Linked DNA regions of Xenopus tropicalis: region 1 is linked to region 2. A link is a contact called in public Hi-C data. All regions are on one chromosome and are shown on one strand. Each heading gives the region's core, a stretch centred on a gene start, on an enhancer-like site or on the middle of the called end of the contact. The rest is flanking DNA. Distances are from core to core; before and after follow the strand shown. Region 1 holds the start of myo3b (myosin-IIIb). Region 2 holds the start of gad1.1 (glutamate decarboxylase 1).

Evidence for each region. Hi-C and Micro-C count contacts between places; a contact is called where the count stands out from the background.
Region 1: a contact with region 2 is called in a Hi-C map of neurula embryo, with 4 times the contacts expected there. The contact joins the promoter of myo3b here to the promoter of gad1.1 in region 2. A contact is called at or near these places in 4 of 5 Hi-C or Micro-C datasets (brain, gastrula embryo, neurula embryo and 1 more).

Annotation. Positions count from the first base shown.
Region 1 is chr9:68,195,714-68,199,792 of UCB_Xtro_10.0, reverse strand. It overlaps myo3b (myosin-IIIb), which reads left to right and starts at 1,955. Exons shown (of 27, transcript XM_031893354.1): 1 at 1,955-2,043.
Region 2 is chr9:68,066,976-68,071,505 of UCB_Xtro_10.0, reverse strand. gad1.1 (glutamate decarboxylase 1) reads left to right here and starts at 2,802. Exons shown (of 16, transcript XM_002934611.5): 1 at 2,802-3,101; 2 at 4,481-4,530.

The DNA.
Region 1 (4,079 bases), core at 706-3,205, 130 kb before region 2:
ATTCTTGTAATCATGAACAGATAAAGACTCCCTCACCCAACCTCTGTAAGGTACTGCTGACTCGAAAGCACATTTACTAATCCACAGAAAACGTAGCCACCATTTTCCTCCTTGTGTTTGCCAATGTCATGATATTTTGGGTGTTTCATACTAAATACCTGGTATGTCAGTTCAACAGGTTGGTGTCCCCATTGTTCCAACAGCAGCACAAGGCTTAGGTGTGAGAGTAAAGGTGTTCATACACTGAAAGATAGTACGCCTTAAGATGGGCAATATCGGATCACAATGATGGGATACTGATGGGATTTTTAATCCTGCCCAATCAACATCTGAGGGCCCCAAACACGATTAACCGACTCGGACCATCTACAGCTTTTATCGGCCCATGTACTGCCACCTTTAGGAAACCTGCATGCAGCAAATCCCACAGTTCTAAATGGAGAGATAATGGACAAGGAAGGTAGCTAATAGGAATATATATCCTATTCTGAAGACCATTGAAACTGATAATTGGGATAAGTGCTTATTTATTGCTTTTAAGACATATTGTATAGCTATAACCCTCATATGTGCTAGGTGGACTCATCATGTCCAAATCATGAAATGAAATGAAGCATGAGAACAGGAAGCTGGGAAAAGTCTGTATTAAGGTATCTAGTAAATGAGTATTGAGGGACCTGTTGATCCCTTTTTTTGCCTTCTACTCTTGCATTATTAATCTTCACTATCATGGGAACTTTAAATAGCAAAAGTACCTTTGAAAGTTGCTTAGCAATGACATATAGGTTAGATGTCCAGAGTATAAACCCTCTTGCTTCAAGTATATAGTATATAAACATCTATATAGGCTACTATATATTCTGCTATATATATCTCCTGATAGCAAGACTGCTTGGAAGGAGGCGAAACAGGATTTGCTCAAAATGGTCAAGTTAGTAATAAAGTTGGTTAAGGAAGGGAATAACTTCAGCAGGAAGTAGTGAGGGGTGCCAGTGTCAGAGACAGGGAAAGAAGCTTCTTGTTATGGAGAGGGTCAGGTCTCAAAGGATAGCAGTGGTATGCTGGTAATTAGGAGTGGAAGCCTTGTGGTATTAATCATCGATTGTTGTTAAAGACAAGTCTTCCGAGTAATTTTGTTCAATTTTATATTCTCAGGACTCTGTTTAGGACCACAGGGTCTGTTGTCAGTCAGGATATCTTGGAAGTGAGGCCCTACTGGGAGCTTTGTTCTGGTGTGTAGATCCCAGTAGTATTTGCATGTCTAGATAGGGAATCTATTAGGAGGATTTAGGTAGAACTCTACATATCAACACAATAGGACCTATGGTAAAGAGTAATACCTTCAGCTGTATGCAGACTAACCAGCAGGACTATGCTGTAAATATTGGCTGAAAATACAGTATCCAAAAACAGTGGGATGTGTCCACAAAATGAAGGTCAAATCTTGGGAAATTCCACTCTAAAACAGAAAATGTATGGTTTTAATAGAGTAATGCTGGGAACTATGTCTGATTCTGCAACACATACAGTAGTTTACATTTTGTTACCTCAAAATAAAAAAGGCTTCTAAATGTAACCCAAGTTTGTGTTGCCCTTGGCTGCCATGGAAGCACAGTGGTCCATATGATGGTCTCAGACCCCAGCTAGCCCCCTTTTAAACTGAAAGTAACTCAGAAAATAATATCTATGTTTTTCCTTTGAGAAATGAAAGAAAACAAGGGGACAAATACATTTTGGCTGTAATAGCCCATAAGGCAGAACAATACATAGCAATACAAAAAATGTACAGTGACAAACGTCTCTGAAAGGGAGGACAGCCAGGCGGCAGGCAGAGCAGTGAGGTGATTGAGGCTCCCTTTGTGTTACACATAGTGAGAGGGAACCAGAGGTCCCATACAGAGACTCCAACCACAGAGATAAGCAGGTTGTGGGGCAGCTTTTTATGGATCCTGCTGCCTGACAGGCTCTAGCCAGCCTTGCTCTCTGCACAGCAGCAATACATGATTACCGGGATCTACCTTAAGTGCACATACATACATCAAGGTGAGCTCTTTTATCCTTATATATTGTATTCATGCACTGGATTTTTATAAATGTAGATTTTAATGGGATCTTAACACTACTGTACTGCACTGGTCAACCACACTTTAGTCAGTTGTTGCATAATGTAAGCATAATGTAACAAGGCTAAGGCATTCTGGGAGCTGTAGTCCAGCAAGACCAGGGTTGTATTCTTAAAGCAATATTGCTCCATAAAACTTTTCACCAGCTCCATTCAAATATAATTATGCTTAAATGACACAATCATTGCGTTCTAACAGCAAGATCACTGACATAGAGCTGGAAATCACTATGGCATTTGAAATCAAGTTTTTGGTCAGTAGAATTCTTACAGGTGAATGTTATTGCATGTGTAATTATATTAGTTGGCCACTTTTATAGAGAGCTAGGGATGCAGTTGCAAATCACCTTTAAAAAGGCTTCTAGGTTCAGATCAGGACCAGAACATTCTGATATGGAAACAGCAAGCCCATCAAATTCTATCAACTCACTCACCTTATAGCTTAAGTCTCTCTATTGGGGGTGGAGAAATGAAAGCGGGAGACTTTTAATAAGAGATCTCTCTACCTAGGGAACTAAATTATCTTTATCAGGGCTGGGTAACAAGTGGCTTTTAAGATTATGGAACACATGGTGAATATAAAGGATTTTAATCCCAAAGCTGTTAGCTGTAGACAAAATGCTTTAAATTGCAGAAACACTCAGGAAATTGCTTATAACTTATGGAATTTTATTCTTGAGGGGTGGGAGGTGGCATGTAGGCATTCCCTGCACTCCCCTTTACTTGCATGTCATTCAGATGCACAAGTTAGTGAGCGCCAGCGGGCACAGCTGGTAATGACAGGGTTAACTGGCGCTGCGCTCTGCACCTCAGCAAGTGTATGCACTCCTTAGTGCTCCTGTTCTAGTAAAATCTCTTTGTGAGCAGTAAGTCTGGTGTGTAGGAAGCGAGTGGTTTCCTATCATTAATACAGAATACCTTCAGTTCTGCCCAGCAATAAAAGATTTTACTTGTGCTTATGCATTTTTTCTTAGGGAAGAAGGATAAAAATATAGAAGACCAGTATTTTTTTTCCAGAAAAAGTGTAAACCTTAAATGGGCCCTATTTATGAATGGGGCCGAAGTGCAAAGTGTGATAATGAAAAGTTTCTTTTCCCCACAATGCAGGTTTTTTTGTTACAGAACTCGATCAATTGTCTTTGTGCTAGCACTTTCTGTGCAGTGGAAACCCACAAGCTATTAGTCACAGAGACTGACAGTAGTCTATGGCGGGAAAGTTGCAACCTACTTTATTAATCGCTCCCATGTACCTACATCCTTAAGAGCAAGCCCAGGAGGAAGATAGTTATGATATATACCATATCAATGATGGAAAAAGGTTCCATTGTGCCTTTACAGCACTGCATTCTGCAGTCTTTCTTTGAATCTCTCTGGGTTTGAAGATCCAGTCAGGCCCTGACTGGGATACAAAATAGTCCCTGGCATTTCAAGTACACAGAGGCCCAAACAGCCCCCACCAGCCCAATAAATACTGTCTATGGCATCTTACAGCAGCCCCTTTGGCATTTGCCAGATTACACAGATTTTCATGTTTGTTGCATTCTAAACTTCAACCATTATTTAGCTAAATAAGCCAGCTAACTCCCTACTCTTGTTGGTGGGATGCTAGGAGGTGCAGTAAAGCAAAAGCTGAAATTAGTGCTGTGCTCCTGCTGTTTGTAGGTCTGCAATCCATATCCCAAATGTATGTATCTGCTAACAACTGGTAACAATATCATATATCCCTTTTATACCTCCACTGCTGCCCACGGGTCAAACACCCCTTTTGCCTTGCCCTGTACTTGGGTTACTGCGCAAGTATGCAACCGCTGCATATCTTTATCTTATGTATATTTATCTTATTTATATATATTTATCTTATTTACTTTATTCTTTGTTAATTGATATTGAAAATTATTTCCAAATGAAGAAAAAATGGAGCACAGGCGCAGCCACACCCCTTTTCCCATTTCCAGGG
Region 2 (4,530 bases), core at 1,553-4,052:
CTTTAGCAGTTTTAACTGTCAAACTTAGGCAATAACATGAATAATGGTCACAAATGTTTGTACAAGAAAATGGAAATGGAAATATCTGCAAAGTTGTAATATCTCATAGGTGTAAACATCACACATATGTCAGCTATAAAAAAGCACAGACCACCCTTGTGTTACCTGAAGCCCTCTCATGTCACATATTGCAGCCTTCTCATTTGTGTGTGATACTGAGACAGCTTCCCAAGACTCCCTATCTTTGTCTGCCTAATAAATACTCAGTTATTCTGAAGAACCTTGGTGTCCTCCTCTATAACAAGGTATTTCAGGTTAGAAAGTAACCAGCAGGCCATACCATTACCTACCAAGGCCAAATGCCCCTTCTATATATTTTGATTAGACATCCCTTGCTGCATTGTGTTTTTAACCCTCCCCCTCCCAGCCTACATGGGTTTATTTCTAGGTTTCTGGGTTTATTTCTAGGTTTGGCGTCATTTGGCAAAGCAGTATTTATAAAACATGTTATTGTAATATATATATGTGATAGTATCACTAAATGTTGTGTTATTATGAGACTGATTCATCAAAATGTCTAAAAGAGCCACATGAAGAATAAATCAGCGGGACTATACATGCATTGATACCATCGGCTGAGAGATCATATCCCCCGTTTGATCGATGCAGCCTTCTCATTGGAAGCTACGTCAGTGACCTGTGTGATTGCAATTGGCTCCCCATGCTTATTATTTCTCACACAGCCCCCTTTCTCAATAGATTTGTTTATTAAAGCTTACAATGTGTGGTAAGATATCAAGGAGATAACTGGCAGAAGATTTTTTTTTTTTAAATAAATTAAAACTAGTTGAAAAGAAAGACAAAAAGAGATGGGTACAGTATGTGTTTGGGGTAACAAATAGAAAAGCAGCATCTCCCCAGGGGTGCCACGGCAAACACCCTCCCCAGACCCACTTGAGCTATTTGTTGAGACCCTGGAAGATAAACCCTCATACTAATATGATGTTATCACATGGTCATTGCCTGATATTATTGGGTCACACAGGTACATACTATGACTCTATGAGTGTGAATTTGGGTGGAAATGGCCAGGACTTTTGAAGGTTCAGGAACAAAGAAGAGAGGAAGTGATAAATAGACCTCTTGCCATTAAACACCCACAGACAAGCTGAGTGAGAATGTGTACACCACTCCACTACATGGGCAGAGCTGTGTAACACAAAGCGCGTTGTGAAACCACCCAAGCGGCAAAATCCTAAGCACCAAATGAGCAAGGCTAACCGCCAGGGCTGGGGTGGCAAGAGTTACGATGGGGGCAGAGAGTGACAGGGGTCCTCACATCAAGCGGAAAGTAAAAAAAGAGATATCACAGGATAATGGGGCAGGGGAGAGGCAGGAAAGAGAGATAGGTGAGTGATTAAAAGAAAGAGTGAATGGGAGAGAAAGAGAAGGATTAGAGAATGCAAGGGAGAGACGTGTGGGGAAGAGAAGCAGGCGTGAAGGGACAAAGATCAATAAAATAATATAGTATGGAGAAGTACCGAGCTGGGAGGGGAGAAGAGTATGAGAGAGGGATTCCAAGGAACAGGAAAGGGAATGCTAAGAGGAACAGAGAAGTTATAATGAATAGGGAATTATATAAAGTAATAGGAGGGAAAGGCTGAACAGGAGAAAGTGGCTGAGTTGGGGCAGAAGAGGTGGAAAGAGGGAAAGAGTAGGAAGCAGTGGGAGAATAGGAAACAGATTGGGAGGGAAGGGGGGAAGAGGAGATGGTTGGGTGGTTGGTTGATGACAGGACAGACAGAATAGCAGGGAACTGAGTACAAACATGTCTGTGCTGCATTATCAGGTGTAACAACACAGGGAGGCCCAGTCTCATAGTTGCCAATGTGTTTTTCAGGCTGCGTCCGTCGCTCTCCATGGTGCTGAAACCTGGAAATCGCTCTGCGTTCGGGCGCTTTCTCTTTTACCGGCAATTACGTCAATAAAATCCTGCGATTTCAGATAAACGGTGTGTGTTTTTCTTTTAAGGCACACATGGCTTTATTTTAGCAAATAATTTTCAAGCTATAAGTCTATGAAGATTTAAATAAAATCATAAGATTTTCCTGTTTTGCACTTTCACTGGGAAAATGGAAATATAGGTGTTCTCTGTGCAGAGCCTAAACATTGTTAAGCACGATTTATTGCAAAAGCCTCATTGTTCGCGAAATAGATTTATTTGCTAGAACTGCGACGCCCTCTAGTGTCCACTGGGTGACAAAACAAACAACATCCATCACCCAGATGAAAATATATGTGGGAATTAATGACATTAAAAGGACAACCTGAAGAGACGGTATATGCTGGGCATGCCTTTAGCAGGTGCTGAAACAGTAAATCGGATTAAATAAAGGGAAAAAAATGGGTTACACTTTAGGCAGACAAACTTTGAGAAATTCATGAAGAAAATGTAATGAAATTGCAAAATAAAAGTAAATATAAAGGGGGCAGGTCAGGGGGGATTTAAGGCAGCCAAGGATAATTAATTCATTCTAGGCGATCACGACGATATTGTTTCATGTAGTCTTATAACAATAAATGCTGATTATGAACCTCTTTAGCAGGACCCAGGGGAATAACAATTGTACCTCTCACACACGTCTGGGTCTGTCTATTGGAATCTGGGGGCTGATGAGTGGGGGAATAATAGGTGAGTGTTTTTCCATGGGAAAAGTGGGTGCTGGGTGTATAATGCATAGCCCCAGTGTTGCCTCCAAATGGGTGCAGAGCAATCACGTTAGCCTGTGGCTGGACATGGGAGCAGCTCAGCAAGGGATGTGCCCCCTACACACGGTGCGGACTAGAGGAGGCGTCAGTGACTCATGCCTGCGCACACACAGCAACTGCCTCCCTGCCTGCCTTCAAAATCGCACATCCAAGCACTTGTGGAGGAGACGGGGGCATCCCTAATTCCTTCCTGCGCCCCCACTGACATTCAAACGTCTTTCCTTTCTGGAATTTCTATAAAGAGGAGTTTATCTAGCAAAGCTGCTAGGTCCAGACTCCAGCCAGTTGGACTTAAGTGCTCTGGATTTGGGAACCTCCAGGTACAGCAGTAGGTAAGCTGCTCATTTAATTATTTGCTCATATAGATAGAGATAGGTAGTTTAAATATATATCAGAAATAAATATAGATATAAATATGACAGATTAGATAATAGATGATGATAGATAGATAGATAATAGATAGATAATAGGATATATTGATGATAGATAGATAGATAGATAGATAGATAGATAGATGATAGATAGATAGATGATAGAGAGATACATACATACAGATATACAGAGGGTAGGAATTCTTGCAGAAGTAAGCACATAACCTGTTACACCATCCCTTGCTCACAGCGCTGGCATCTAGTTCAAGGAGATATAAAGCTCACCTTGCTCCCAGCGGTGCCCATAAACCACACTTATCCCTTCCTCGATCAATTTATTTCTAATGAATATTTGATTTCATTGGAAGAAACATAAAACTTGTGAAGGGTGACACCACTAACTCGATCCATGTACCACATTCTGTAGGTTTGTTTAGTTATCAATCAGGCACACAAACGCACAAGGCTAATTTATCAGTGAAGGTTTATTTTAGAGACGTGTTCGTACAAATTCAATATAGCAAAGTCTTTGTATTATTACATAGAGACGGAGTCTATAAATTGATAGATACATAGATTAGATAGATAGATAGATAGATAGATAGATGATAGATAGATAGATAGATAGATAGATGATAGATAGATAGATAGATAGATAGATGATAGATAGATAGATAGATAGATAGATAGATAGTTAGATAGTTGATAGATAGATAGATAGATAGATAGATAGATAGATGATAGATAGATAGATAGATGATAGATAGAATTTTGTTGCATTAGTGTTTTTAAATGCACATTTAAAAACGTTTAACATGTTTCTGCTTTATGACACTAATAGCCTTTTATATCTGTATTTACCCCTTACTTACCTTCAGTGCTGCCCAACACACACAAATAATGTTAAGGCATAATGGACACAAAGGGTATATCTATAAAGCCAGTATTAACAGACCCCGCTGTGTCCTTTGTGCTGAAATAATTTATTGTACCAATCCCCCAGTCCCTGTGCGATTCCCCCCGACACAAGTCAGTGCCCATAATATGATTACTGGAGATCGTATGCTCCGCTGAGCCTTCTACACAGGACACATCGCTTAGGCAAAAATCAAAAAAGCCTGAAAATAATGTCACTTCCAACAACTTTTGCCTCCTTGGATCCCTGATGGCCAGAGATGGCCTAGGATGTTCTCCCACTATTAGCCAAGTGCTCGCAGCAGATTATGGATCTAGGTCATTGCCACCAGGACCCAGACTTGCCATTGGCATCTTCATTTAAGTTGGATTTATTGAGTCTGTGCTTCCTTGGTCTTAACAATGACTTCCCTTCTTTATTTGAGGTGGATCTCCCTATCCAGTCTGAACATTAGGAGAAATCATTAGCCCAAAA